Regions from separate parts of the Mus musculus genome. Here all the other regions are linked to region 1. The links are chromatin contacts, called in public HiChIP or PLAC-seq and promoter capture Hi-C maps. All regions are on one chromosome and are shown on one strand. The core of a region is the stretch at or near the end of the contact, and the rest is flanking DNA. Distances in the headings are between cores, read along the strand shown.

What was found. Promoter capture Hi-C pulls out the DNA fragments that hold promoters and counts their contacts. HiChIP or PLAC-seq counts read pairs in DNA pulled down with a chosen protein or histone mark. Capture Hi-C pulls out chosen DNA fragments and counts their contacts.
Region 2: a promoter capture Hi-C map of adipose tissue shows a contact between it and region 1, with 3 times the contacts expected there. The contact joins the promoter of Rasl11b here to the promoter of Tmem165 in region 1. A contact is called at or near these places in 2 of 39 promoter capture datasets (hippocampal neurons and pre-B cells) and 1 of 9 other capture datasets (adipose tissue).
Region 3: an H3K27ac HiChIP or PLAC-seq map of thymic regulatory T cells shows a contact between it and region 1, with 7 times the contacts expected there. The contact joins the promoter of 1700017L05Rik here to the promoter of Tmem165 in region 1. A contact is called at or near these places in 1 of 39 promoter capture datasets (liver), 2 of 484 Hi-C or Micro-C datasets (B cells and CD4 T cells) and 1 of 115 datasets of contacts at active chromatin or transcription factors (thymic regulatory T cells).
Region 4: a contact with region 1 is called in a promoter capture Hi-C map of liver, with 3 times the contacts expected there. The contact joins the enhancer-like site here to the promoter of Tmem165 in region 1. A contact is called at or near these places in 2 of 39 promoter capture datasets (liver and neutrophils).
Region 5: a contact with region 1 is called in a promoter capture Hi-C map of pre-B cells, with 3 times the contacts expected there. The contact joins the promoter of Rest here to the promoter of Tmem165 in region 1. A contact is called at or near these places in 5 of 39 promoter capture datasets (the 3T3-L1 cell line, the C10 cell line, cranial neural crest and 2 more), 1 of 484 Hi-C or Micro-C datasets (pre-B cells) and 1 of 115 datasets of contacts at active chromatin or transcription factors (thymic regulatory T cells).

The regions. Positions count from the first base shown.
Region 1 is chr5:76,182,526-76,185,209 of GRCm38.p6, reverse strand. Tmem165 (transmembrane protein 165) reads right to left here and starts at 1,330. Exons shown (of 6, transcript NM_011626.2): 1 at 858-1,330. The coding sequence starts at 1,064.
Region 2 is chr5:74,193,986-74,196,669 of GRCm38.p6, reverse strand. Rasl11b (RAS-like, family 11, member B) reads right to left here and starts at 1,344. Exons shown (of 4, transcript NM_026878.1): 1 at 1,080-1,344; 2 at 511-567. The coding sequence starts at 1,218.
Region 3 is chr5:77,464,120-77,466,803 of GRCm38.p6, reverse strand. 1700017L05Rik (RIKEN cDNA 1700017L05 gene) reads right to left here and starts at 1,316. Exons shown (of 2, transcript NR_131050.1): 1 at 987-1,316.
Region 4 is chr5:77,338,916-77,341,599 of GRCm38.p6, reverse strand. Polr2b (polymerase (RNA) II (DNA directed) polypeptide B) reads right to left here. Exons shown (of 25, transcript NM_153798.2): 17 at 2,183-2,279; 18 at 1,131-1,225. Among named protein-coding and RNA genes, the nearest start is that of Polr2b, 30 kb to the right of the region's middle. Within about 2 kb of position 1,354, at least 3 of the 459 cell types and tissues checked have an H3K27ac peak or open chromatin away from gene starts, as enhancers often do. A contact at or near this core is called in liver, where this site is marked.
Region 5 is chr5:77,264,177-77,266,860 of GRCm38.p6, reverse strand. Rest (RE1-silencing transcription factor) reads right to left here and starts at 1,367. Exons shown (of 4, transcript NM_011263.2): 1 at 1,073-1,367.

The DNA.
Region 1 (2,684 bases), core at 81-2,580:
CTCTTGGAGGGCAGATAAAGACAGAAGTAGGAAAGGGAATGCCAAAATGGACCCTACTAAGAGACTAAAAAAACTCCAGAATGTAGGAGTCAAAATTGGAAATAGAGAGTCCAACTCAGAGGAAAGTAACATAGAAAGGAGAAATTCTACGAACATAGATTAAAAGGTTAATTTCTATCTATCTGGTAATGGTTAAAGAAACTTATGAGGCTCTAGTTTACCTATAAATGGAGTTTTGGAATCCCTCACTATAGAGCGCTCTACCTTTGGGCACAAGTCTCTGCATTCAAGGGCAACTTCCTTCATGCCAAAACACGTTTTTTTGTTTTTTTTTTTTTTTTAAGGGAGGGTGGCAACGCATAATCTCTAGACACTGTATCTGGCAAGAACCACAGGGTGTGCCGAGCTGAATTCGGGTGAGCATCTCTGGTTGGGTTGCTTCAACAATGGCTGATACTTCCAACAATGTGATGCTACTTCGAGAGAGACAAGTCTCCCAGCGGCTCTGTACTAAAAACTTTCTACTTGGGATGATGATTTCCAGTCTTTTCAGTATGGCCCATGTGATCAGCAGAAGGCAGAATCCAGAGCAAGCCTGTCGGTACCAGGGATCTAGAGGACCTCTGGGGAGCCCCGGTTGGGGCCCTCACTTTCCCTTCCCCCAAGCAGCCAGGCCAGGCCAGGCCGCGCCTAAGAAAGCCGTCTTGTCACCCTCCTCCCAGCGAGCGGAGCAGGGGCCGGCTCCCCTCCCCCAGCCTCTTCGGAAAGAGGGCGGCGCCGCCAGCGCGGGAGCCTGGTACCCGACTGCGGGCTCCGCGGCCTCAGCCCGCCCCATCCCCACCAGCCCGGGCTCTCACCTCGGCCCGGGCCGGCTCGAGGCCCTGCACCGCCGCGGGCTGCGGCTGCAGCTGCTGGGCGGGCGCCGGCGGCTCCTGGTTCCGATGGCTCAGGTCTTCCTCCGGGCCGGCGCGGACCCCGGCCGGGGCCCAGAGCAACTGAAGCAGCAAGAGCACGAGCAGCCTTCGCGTCGGCGCCCGGCCGCTCCCCCGGGCCGCGGCCGCCATCCCGCCCGCCCAGCCGGCACCGCGCTGCGGCAGGAAGAAGTGCAGGCGAAGGGAAGCGTCGAGCCCGGCGTGCCGGCAGGCGCCTCCGTCAGGCCTGGCTGCCGCTCAGGGGGCAGCCCTGCAGCACGCGGGACGCGGGGACCGGACCGGGACGGACCGGCGGCGGGAGCTCCGGAGCAGCTGGGCAGCAGAAGCCACACACTCCTCCAACTGCCTCCGCGGCCCAACTCCTCCGGCCCGCCCCCTGGCCAACACGACCTCCCATTGGCCCGACGTCAGCCCGGCGTCGTGACGTTTCCGGCAGGTTGAGGTGCGGCTCGCTCACTGGTCCTATTGGACCCGGCGCGCCGGGCCAGGTAGCTGGAGCTGCTTGATGGACTCTCCCTGCGTCCTCTCGGGTCCCACCAGAGACCCCCTTATTGGCCCTGGAGAGGTCAGGCTGCCAGGCTCCTACCAGTACTTCCTCAAGAGCCTTAGGTCTTTAAGGCCTAAGCCGCCGCCACCTCCACTTCTATTAAATGTCAAGTGAGTCCCAGCCCCGCTACCTACGTGGCAGGAACTGCCACACCTTTAAGTTACGATCCACCCACCCTCACCACGTCCCTGGACCGCCTACACAGAATGTTCTTTGGGGGTCCATATGCTGGGGTTTTTTGAAGGTTCTGAAGTAAGATTCGGAAGTAAAAGATGAGAACGTCCAAGCTTGATTTTAAAACATTGTTGAATAGCCGCAGACCAAAAGTCATCACTGCCCTGGCTCAGGATGCCTTATCCTGAAATAGGATATCCTGAAAAGGTTTGGAGTTGAGTGGTTAGGGTTTCTGTGGGATGGAGGCCTTGAGTAGGCAAAAGTAGAAGACAGGAAAGAATGGTTAGTTAGGCGTTAGACTAGGGCTGGATTTTTTTTTTTTTTTCTAAAGAAAAGCTGAGATACCGTACGCGCGCGCGCACACACACACACACACACACACACACACACCACAAATTGCTAACCATGTGCCAGGCACTAATCTAAATCCTACTCCTGTTTCACAAGCCATTCTTGCAACCTCTCCTTAGCCTACTCAGCATTGCTCCTTACAGAACCCTTCAAGCTATAGCTTATTTATGCTCCCAGTATTGTGAGATAACCAAGATGCTTCCTACACATAGTTTGGGGTGCAGTTGTTGTACCTCCAAGTTCATTCCTGGAGTGTAAATGTCCTGAGCCCTCAGAATACAACATGACAGGGATCAGAAGTCTAGACTCCTTCAGCCACCTCCTTTTTCTGCAAAGATTTGCCTTGCTCAAAAGGGCCTGCAGAGGAGATAGGAGTGTCAAGTGGAGAGAATAAAAGAAGCAGCCCAGTAGATGGAGGCAGAAGAGTTAGGTGTCACGGATCCTTGAGTTCTGCTAGGGACCAGGTTTATTATTTTTTTTCCTGGCGTTCTCTAGTCTATGATCATCTCAGAGAAAGGCCTCCTGGCTAAATTCTAGTTACCCCACATAAAGCAAAGAAAAAGCAAATGGCTCAAGGGCTACAGCTGCAGGAGACTGAGATGCTGATTGCAATGTTCCAGTGGCTCTGGAGCAAGACAGGAAATCTGTTCAACAGAAGATGTTAGGCAATGGGGCTCTAA
Region 2 (2,684 bases), core at 95-2,594, 2.0 Mb after region 1:
GTTAAGCAATTTGCTCTCCCCCTGCTAGAATCATAGCAGCTACTTATTTGTCTTTGTTAAGGAAAGAACTTTAGGCTTACAACTCTTCTTTGGCCTTTGCTTTCAAAGGTCGCCCCTGAAAGGCAGCCAGCAGAGGGAGAGGGTGGGGGAGGAGCTTGCAGCTGGGTTTTTTGTTTGGTTGGGTATTTTTTTTTTTTATGACTTTTGCAGGCATGTTTTAAAGGACAAGGCCTTGGAGTACAAACGGTGCTTCCAACTGGGGTCCCTATAGTTAAAACATACCACAGGGAATACTTTCGGGCACTTGATAAAATGATGAATGCGCCAAGAATGGAATGAGGCCAGATGGCAGCTGGGGGGAGGGGGAAGGGGGAGGGGGAGGGGGCGTGCAGAATTGGAAGTAGCAGAATCTTGATGCTAAACACTGTCACTCTGAAGGAAGTGTCCTTAAAGGTACTGAGAAATGAGGGCGGCCATCCCAACAGGGTTGGTCTCCGTACGTTTCCTCACCTGCATTTCGTTCGTAGTCCCCGATGAATCGTTTAGTGAGGAATCGGACCACCAAAGCTGCAATTCAGAAAAGAAAACAGACTGTTAACCCACTAAGTTAGACGGTTCTCCACCCCACCCCCACCTGGAAAACAACTCTTCCAAAGAAAGTCACAGCCGGCCACCGAGGGCTCCTTGACCCTCTACCAGACACAAGGAGGTAGGAGTGAATTACAGCTCTGCCAGCAGGAAGGGTCTTGAGGCCCAGCCCCTCCGCGGAGCCCAGCTGGGCCACACCTAAGCCTTCCAGCAGGCAAACTTCTTCCTAACCTTACGGAACTCCTGGAGGGGTTACAATCACTAGCTCCCCCATTCCGCCCCAGATCCTGCCAAAAGCCCAAAGCCCCAAAGTTCTACTCTGGCCCGAAAGTCGGCGGGACGCTCTGGGCCCCAGTGACCCTCTTCGTTAAAGCAGAGACATGAAGAGGCAGAGGATCCCACTGCAACGCCCACCGTCTCTCAGTTCCAGTCCGAGCGGGGGTCTCCCACGTCCCGCCCCTCCACCAAGCGGGTTCCTCGCATGGACTCACCGGTCTTGCCCACGCCGCTGGCCCCTACCACGGCGATCTTAACGAGCCGGCGGCCCGCAGCCCCCAGGCAGCAGTCGGCAGCGGTGCTGCCTGGGGCGGGGTACTCTGCGATGGTACACATGTTCTGGATGAGGCGCATCGCCGCTACGGCCCGGCTGCACGGAGCGGGGAGGAAAGTCAGGACAGGAGACGGCTCGCGCTGCAAGGAGAGGAGGGTACCCCGTCGGAGGGCGCGCGGGCAGAAACTGGAAAGAACGGGAGAGCGCGACGAGAAGAGAGGCTCGGGGGTTCCGGATCGCGGCTGGGATGGCAGCCGCCGGGGCGCGGGTTTTCTCTGGCCCAGGCCCCGCCTCCATTCCAGCAGCCAATCCCCGAGCGCCCCGCTCGAGGCCCCGCCCACGGCCTGCACTACCAGGCTGCGCCCCCACAGGAGCCGAGAGCGAGTGCGGGGCCCCGTGAGATCCGAGGAAAACAGGGCGGCCGGCGCGAGGGTGGCAACGTGCGGGACCCAGCCGGCTCCCGCTGCGCTAGCACGCGGCCGCACCGGTGCCTGCGGGGTCACGGGGTCTCAGATCCGCGTGGGGGGATCTGGCCGTGTCTGCTGGGTCTCAGGTCCACGTGGGGGGAATCTGTCCTTGCCTTCATAGGAGACCTGGCGTGTCCGCGGGATCTCAGATCCGCGGTGGGTTTAGAAGCACCCACCCTTGTCTGCCAACCTCGCCGCTGGGCCTCCGTAGGTCAGTCCCTAGGCATTCTCTGAATTGGGTCCCAGGTCCCCTAACCTCTCTGACCACTGGCTTCTCCACCTCTGACCCCAAGGAACCTGCTGGGAGCCCCATAGGTCACTGCCCTGTTTGGCCCTGCCCTATGTTCTGCTCGTGCGCTCGACATCTTTGCACTGACTTGGCTACATTCAAAGTATTATCCTGGATTATACATTTTCCCCATCCTTGTATTCCTAAACAAAGGCACCCCTCCGTGACCCAAAATGTGGCGTTTGTCTTTGGGGCAAAATACCTATTTTGTTCTAGTTCTTGCCAACAGTGCAAGCCCACGAGAAGGCACACAACGTGGAAAGCAAGTACCGCACCCCGAGAGGCAAAGCCAGGCTAAAAGTCACTAGAACAAGCTTGCATGGCTAGCCCAGTCACGCCTCCTCCCAGATCTGTGAAAGGTAAGACAAGAAGTCAGTGCAGCTGTGGATTGGACTCACCGGGAGGCAGAGGGGCCCCACGGTTAGCCTAGTCATAAAGGTTAGTTAAAAGTGGCTTGTCGCCAAGGAAGATGAGGAGTCTAGCACTCATAAAAATACCAAGTACCCCCGTGTCCTCATCAGAGAAAATCACAGACAACTGCTGGCCAGATCCCAACTTCAGCAACCTACTTTATCTATCGCCACCAGCATGCCCTTACAACCCTCAGGGCCTTTTATCTTGGTGCCTAAGAGCAAAGCCTGTGGCATTTTGTACACCTTTATTGAAGGTAGAAAAGCAAAAGAAGCTGATTCCAGGCTCAACACACCGTTTCTTGTTTAATCACAGTCCATTCTGGGCTTCATTCACCAGGTAATAAGAATTTACCCTCCTACTCTGGTCAGACCGGGAC
Region 3 (2,684 bases), core at 67-2,566, 1.3 Mb before region 1:
TTAAGATGAGATTTAACCAAAGACCATAAAATCTTAAACGGTAGATAATAAGGTCAAGCCAAGTTACTATTTTCAGCTCTGAACAGATGACGAGACAGGAGGGCATAAATGAGAATTAAAAGAAGAGAGATTCAGAATAGATCAGAAGGTTACCAAAAATAATCAATGGCTGAAATGACTTTCTGGACTCGTTCACTTGTGCTGAAAATATTGAGTCATTGAAAAAGTAATGAGATGATATTCTTGGGAAATGGAATAGTTAAAATGAATGGGTTCAGACGGAGCCAAAGACTTTAATCATCCTAAAAAGAAACACTGGCTAGGGCAAGCTGAGGTTTCAATCTAGGGAGATAACAAGGTAGAGGCTAAGAGGCCTTTGCTTCCTACATTCCACGGGATTAGCAACCCCTTCAAAGGTGCAATACTACCAAGTACTCCCAAGGCCTGCTGTGAATGGTGCATCCTACCGGATGCTAGCAAGAGAAATGAGCAAGGCACACACTAGAAGAGAGAGCTGTAGAGCCACTGTCAGCCAAGCTCCCACGCACCTCTGAGATCATCCCAGTGAACCTGCAAAGGGCCATATCTTCTCACTCATAGTGTCAAGGACTGAACAGTCTAGAAGTCTGGATCTGCCATTGGGCACTTGTAATTCTTAGAGAGCTCCTGTCACCTCTGCAGGCTCCAGCCTCCTGCTCCTTCCTTATTGGATCTCCTCATCTCCTCTAGAACTAGACCTCATGTGTCTGCTTCTGCTTCTCCATGGCAACCCATCAAACACAGGCAGTGTAAGGTGGGCCTTCTTGCTTCCATATTAAATACTGTCATATCCTTCATATGACATGATTTCTAGACGCTTTGCCTTCCTGGCCATCCATCTTCCCTCAAAAGACTCTAAGCATCAATCACTTATGCACACACACACACACACACACACACACACACACACACACGAGTGACCCCGTATAGTAGTTATTGATACATGCCTATTAATCTGTATCCTTTCGCTGTACAAACCATATCTGTGAAGACAACAGCCTTGCTAGATCCTGAGAGTCCCTCTAGGGAATCATCAAACCCGAGGGTAGTACTGGAAACCATCATATGTGTCCCAGGGACAGCCTTTGGCAGGGATGGGCTGTGACGAGCATCTTTGTAGAAAGACAGGGAACAGATTCCCCCCAAGCCTTTGTACCATACAGAACTCTCCTCTGGCAGACCCACGGGCCTCTCATTTGGGACAACTAGGATGGGAAGGAGACAGTGGCAAAAATTCACACAGACCTCCCCATCTGGTGTTCATTCCAGCGTCTGCCGCTCGGTAAGCAAATGTGTTGGCGGGATTCAGGGTTCTCATTGTGACGTAATACATACTCAATTGTCAGAAATCTGGACAGCAGAACGGGGTGTGTAAGAACCAGTTCGTCAGGACCCCACCACCCACGGAAAGCATGACTAAGACTGTGCTAGAGGATTTTTGCCAGTCCGTTTCTTTTTCATGAATATGTAGCTGTGTCCCCAGTGAGACATAACTTTATCATATTTTGTTAGCAAGAAAATCTGCAAGTTAGAAGTCGCCGGCCACTTTCATGTCTAACAAGCCATCTTGGGACACTTTTTTTGCCTCCTGGAAACAATCAACCTGAGTTTCTTTTGGCTTGAGGTTTTCAGATGAAAGTACCCAGCGTCCAGAGACCAGGATGGCAGCCAGGGGGCAGTGTTTCTCTCGACATACACTGCTCTCCACCGCTCCCTCCAAACTGAAGCCACCGTGCCTGGGACTGGTGGAGACAGTGTGAAAGAGGCCTTGACAGGCCCTCGGGATAGCATACAAGGTCCGCTGGCTGTGTCTTCTTCCATTCACTAATAATAGGTTCAGCTGGTCTAAGGCGGGTGCCTCGGTCACTAACTGTTGATGTTTGAAGGTGTTCAGGGCTCAGCCCTGTGCTGAGACTGGAGCCTTGTACGGTATACCATCACAGCATCGTGGGCCTGATTTAAATATCAGCTACATCGGGACCCAGAGCAATGTAAATGGGGAGATAGAACTGGACGGGAAGTTCCTTCACGATAGGCTCGAAAAGTCACCAATAGTCTTGACAGGAAACTCCGAGAGCCACAAGGACTGTACAAGGTTCAGCCTGCCAGCGTTTTATCATGGATTAGAGAGGAGCTCCTTGTATCTTCGGCTCTCCACAGAGCATATCCGCAGTCCATGACAGGGGTGGGGGGTGGGGGTGGTTTCTTCAGTGGAGAAGCCATTGATAAACCACACATGCTCCAAATAACCTCTCACCCATACAAGGAATCTTAATTGGATTCAGTAAGTCAAACACACACACACACGGGGGGGGGGGGGCATCAAAGTAGGATGGGGGCTTGTTGGAAAGTGGGGGGGGGGGTTCAACAGGAAAAGGAAGGGGATGAGACAGGGAAGAGTGTAAAAAGGACTAAAATTTATGATAGACATTGAGGAAACTGTCAAAAATAAATACGAACGATTCTTAAGACTCATTATTTTAATTATGAGTATATGTGGGAGAGGTATGCACCCCTCAGTGCAGGTGCCTGTAGAGATCAGATGAAGGTGTTGTGTGCCCTGAGTGTGGAATTGCGGGTAGTTGTGAGCCTTCTGGTCTTGGTGCTGGAAATCAAATTCTAAACAACTCTTAACCTCTGAGCTA
Region 4 (2,684 bases), core at 105-2,604, 1.2 Mb before region 1:
ACAGCATCGTTAGCTGTGCTCACCACCCCCGCAACCCCACCCCAAATACAGGTTTCTCTGTGTAGCCTGATATCCTAGAACTCACTCTGTAGACCAGACTGGCCTTAAACTCCAAGATTAGAATTCAAAGATCCACCTGCCTCAGCTTCCTAAGTGCTGAGACTAAAGGCACAGGCCACCACTGCCTGGCCAAGTTGTGCATCATAATTCCACTGACCACCCACTTACTGCTACATAGAACCAACCAATGGGAATGCAGTAAGGAAGAACTTAAGAAAAAAAAGGACACTATACCTTCACACAATACTGTTAGGAGTCCACTTCGCTAGGGTAAGAACTTTCTAAGTGGCCTGTGACAGTGACTAACAGGAGACAAGAACTGCTGAATATCCTTTCATTATCTTAAGATGTTGAGCAGTATTTTAGCTAATAAACTGTGCTGCTCTCACAGCGGTTTAGAGAAGACACTGAAGAACAAGCAAGCAGCAGAGTGAGAATGCAGCGGGACGTGTGGCCATGAGATAACACAGCCTCACTTCTTTCTTCCCCACCGACTAAGGAGAAGAGATCTGAAGCAAGAATGCCCTTAAGTCTGAGCTCTAAGAGCACCACAGGATACATACATACACACATACACACACACACACACGCACACGCACACGCACACGCTAGATAAGAGGAACAGCAGCACAGCCTGGCAACACTGCACAGGCCAGCACAGCAGTGAAAGGGGAACCCCACAGTTTGACGTTATTATGGTCTAACTCCCCCCAGAATAGCTGTAGTCATTTTGTTCATGCCTGCCAGCTATTTCATATTGTTGCTGTAACATGCCTACCAGTCACTGACACAAAAAAGTGACTTGGCTAAAGGACATGCTGACCACATACCCTGGTTTTGTCCTGTATGTTCTGAATATCCTGTATGAGGTCTTAAGAAATTCCACAATGCTTTACATAGGAGTCTTCAAATCAAAGGCCAATATGGACTGTTATGTCTGGCTTAAGTCAGAGCTGGTCACCCGGAGCTAGTCTTCCTGCGCCTGTGTATGAGCTCGCTGTGGCTTTCGTGCTGACACTGAAGAATGCTGCTAACAAGCCCTGACCCCAGCAGACATCGCTGTCTCTTACCCTGGCATGTCTCACGTGTAGGCTTCTCAAACACTTCTTCTTGATCAAATCCCTTTTTAGACTCTTGTTCTTTGTATGATCGGTAGAAAACAGACCTAAAAACACAGTTGCAAAGGTCATTTATATTTTCTTTCAGTAAAATGGCTTAGATTACAGCAATGGTGTTTGGCTTAACTGATATCTGAGAGACAATTTGAACCACAAAACAGGCACAAGGGTCACTATGTACTAGGGTCAAGGTTCAGTTTAAATGGATTTTACATGTAGCATTTGACTCACAACTGTAAACACTTGGCATCACACATGAGACCAGGGGGACCCAGGTAATAAGTCCAGCCTCCTACTGACAGAATTCCTCTCCTAGCAGCCCGAGCACGGCCTGCCTTCATCTGCTCAAGTATCCCCACTGAGGCGTTTTTATATGAAGTTATGATGTCCACACTTCAGTCCTGGTGCTGCTTTATAGAATTATATAAGGAGAAAAGTTTCCCCTCTAAATCCCCCGTGTTTGAAAGAACCTTCTTATGCTACTACATATTTAAGATTAATCTATTGTCAGTAAGAAAGGGGAATATAGGAAGCCAAGTCATGGTGCACATTTGTAATCCCAAAACCCAGAAGACTGGGATGAAGGACTGCTGTGAGTTCAAAGCCAACCTGGACTACACTGTAAGTTCAAAGCCAGCCTGGACTACACTGTAAGTTCAAGGCCAGCTTCAACTACATAGTGAAATTGTCTCTAAAAACAAACAAGAAAACAGATAAAACACACCATTATTTTACCAGCAGTTATTTCAGAGTTCTATTTTCTATTTCTTCCTTAGATGTTTCTATATTATCTAAATGCAATTACATATTTGCTTACAACAGAAAAACATTTAAAATATCACATCTGAAAACCCAGAGACACAAGACTCACCGCCAATAGCTGTATGACCACCAGCCAGGTCTGCTTTTGGATTAGGGCAGTCAAGCTTATTCTTTAAAAACTTTATGAAAAAAAATGCATTTCCACTATATCTGTGTTTCAACAAATATTACTATAAGCTGACCTGAAAAAGCCTCGATCCACAGCTGAACGATTCATGATAACAGAGTCTTCTTGATTATAGCCCGTGTAGGATGCAATGGCCACAATTGAGTTGATTCCTACAGTACATTCAAAAACAAACAGTAAAGGACCCTCTGGGAAGCAGGGAAACCTATCCTTTCATTGAAATCCATTTTCTTTCATCCTATTTGTCACAAACACTTGGATGTTTGTATCATGGAAACTGTTGCTGTCTCCTCCTCCCTGAACCTGTGTGTGAGGCAAATGCTCTGCTTGCTTAACCCTGAAACCATCACTCCCAGGGAAGCCATCCTTACTATCAGTACTCCTCCATGTAACATGGTCTATAACTACAGAGTGCTTCCCCTAACCCTAAATAAACAAGCTTTATTGTTCTCACGACTCTAAGGTAAGAACATACATACGCCTCCAGAGTGAATTAGCGACAAACTCAAGCCTCAGACCCTAGCCTCCTAATTTCTAATTTTAAATATGAAACCAAC
Region 5 (2,684 bases), core at 118-2,617, 1.1 Mb before region 1:
CAGGAAACGGCTCTCCCCTAGTTCAACAGCCCCACGGATTCCACAACGGACCTCAACATCCACTCTAAAGCTTCCCCCACGCACCTCGGCAGCCACACTCCCAAGGAAATCTCCACGTCTCTCGGGCAGACTGTGCTAAGCACAGCCCGAGAGCAACGTGTTGCACCGAATTCCTATGTGCCGCTGCCACCAGCGCCGGCCTCGGCGGCGGCATTCCTAACTGAAATAGGCATTCGGCCATTTTCTCAAAATACCAAACACAAAGCAGCTCTTTGCAAACTTGGGCCCTCTTGCTTCCTCTCCGCCACCAACCCGCGGGCGGTGCCTGGGCTCGGACCTCACGCGCTGCCCACCACCCTAGAGGCGCCTCCCCGGCCGGCCGCGGCCCCGCAGCCCCCTCCCCCGCCGCCCGCCACTAGCCCGGCCGGGACTGGGCGGAAAAGTTACCTCGCTACCCGCGTCCGATCGGGCCTGTACCGGGGCTCCGCGGCGCCCTCCCGAGGCTGTCGGCCCCCGGTCGCTGCGAGGGGCCCCACGCGGGCCGCCACCGCCGCCCCCGTGGCCCGGAAGTTTGCGAACTTCGCTCCCCCGCTGCGCAGAGCCAGCGCGGGCCGCAGAAATCGCTGTCCAGCCTGCCGCCGGCGCCGCCCGTGCCCCGGGCTGAGTCAAGCGGGGCGGCCGCCTTCCGGCCCTGCTACGACTGGGGGGGAGGGGGCGGCGAGCCTGGGACGCCGGCGGGGCCGGGGGCGTTGGGCCCGAGGCGGAGGGAGGGCGGAGGGGGGAAGTTTCAGGACCGCGGTCACCAGCAGCGGCGCTCCGGCCTCCGTGGCCCCGGATCTCAGCGCCGTGCGGAAGGGCCTCCCCGTGCTCCGCTGGGGGCCGATGCCCACGCCGCTCCGCACCAGCCCCCGGCCCAGCCCGTGACTCGCTCCGTAACTCGATCCCGCCCCCGCCCGGCCGCCGCGCCGCCCGAGCCACAGTATCTGCAAATCAGCCCTGGACAGCGCCTCGCGCCGCTCCGCGCCTGCCCGCCGCCCTCCCCCGTCGCTCTCCTCGCTCCGCCGCGTCCTACCCTCTGAACTGTGCGCCCACGGTCCGCCACCCCCGCGTCGCCGCCGCTCCAACTCCTTTTCTTTGTTGCTGGACTTTCGGGGGAGGGGAGGGGAGGGAGAGCGGGGAAAAGTTGGGCGTCGAGGCCCTCGAGATCCCGGGGTGCGATCGCGGAGCGGGATCAGACCGCCGGCCCTGGTTCTGCCGTCGCTGCGGTCCCGGCCGCCCGGGTCTGGGGCCCGCGGCCTCGGCGGCGCTCCTCGGTCTTCTGCTGCTGCGCCGCGAGCTCGCGGGAGCCGCACATTCCAGCACAGGACGCTGCGCCGCGCACCCGGCCCGCGCCGTCGCCGCCCGCCCGCCCGCCGGACACGCCCCCTCGCCGTCCGCGCGCGCCCGCCGACACGCCCCCTTCCCCGCCCGCGCGCGTGGCCGCCGAGCGCGCCCCGCCCCTCGGTCCCGAGGCTCGAAGTGGACTCCTGGCCTGCCTGGGGGCGCGCCTCGGGGGAAACTTACCTAATCCGCCCGGCCCCCGACTCCCGCCTTAGGCTCATTAAAGGGGCGGAACCTACTCCCTGAGCTTCTTTCTTTTATAAACAAATAGCAGAAGTTAGCCCCAGCCTTACCCGGGCGTGCACGAGAATTGGGGTTGTTGGAGGAAAAAACGTGCAGGCATTGACCGCCCTCTTGAGAAGTATTGTCACTGGCCTCTTAAGTAAGGCTGAAGCCTCGAAAAATACTGTTCAGGCCTGGCGTGTGGGCTCTCGCCGTTAATCCCAACACTCAGAATGCTGTTGAGACTGGAGGATCAAGAGTTAAAGGCCGGAGTTCAAGATCAACCTGGGCTACTTAGGGACACTAGTGCAAGAAATTAAAAAACAATACAAAACCCGAAAATCGGCCCTGGCTGCACAAGTCTGTAATCCTACTTGAAAGGCGTGAGCACCAGGAGATCCAGGTCATTGACTTGACAAATTGGGGGGCCCGGGGGTGGGGGATTGCTCTTGTCTGCAATCAGACTCAGAATTCAGTAGACAGAGGCAGGAGGATTGCTGAGAGCTTAAAGCTTTAGTGTGCTATGTAAGAATTTTCAGGCCAGCCATAGCTACAAAGTGAGACCTTTCTCAATCAAAGAAACAAAATCTAAGTGCCTGCCTACACAGATCTTTATGCTTAACTGTAATTTTAAGCTTCATGAGGTCAAAATGCTTTCACATTGCAAACTCTTAACCAGGAGAAAATCAGTCCTTGTGGGGGTTGAGACAAAGCCAAGTCCAGTTCAGTACCTGACGTCTTATAATGGGGACAGGGAGTCTCAGGTCCTGTCCCTTCTCACCTGAAATGCTTTTTTAGCCTGCTTTTAATGTCTTCCTGGAAGTGGGCCTTGTAGCCTTTAATTTGTAGTTAGTGAACTACCAGCTAGAGTTTAAAGCTCTCGGCCGCCTTCAGGGCCCGGCATTTCCGGATCTAAATGTGTGAACCTCTCGTTGGCATTACTACAGAGGTAGCAGCAGGTGGGTGCTAAGAGGCTGGAAGCAGAGCTTCAGGTTTCTCTGACATTTTCCTTTACCTCTTTTCTGGCACGCTGTAGAACCCATCTTTCAAAAAAAAAAAACAAAACAAAACAAAACCCTACA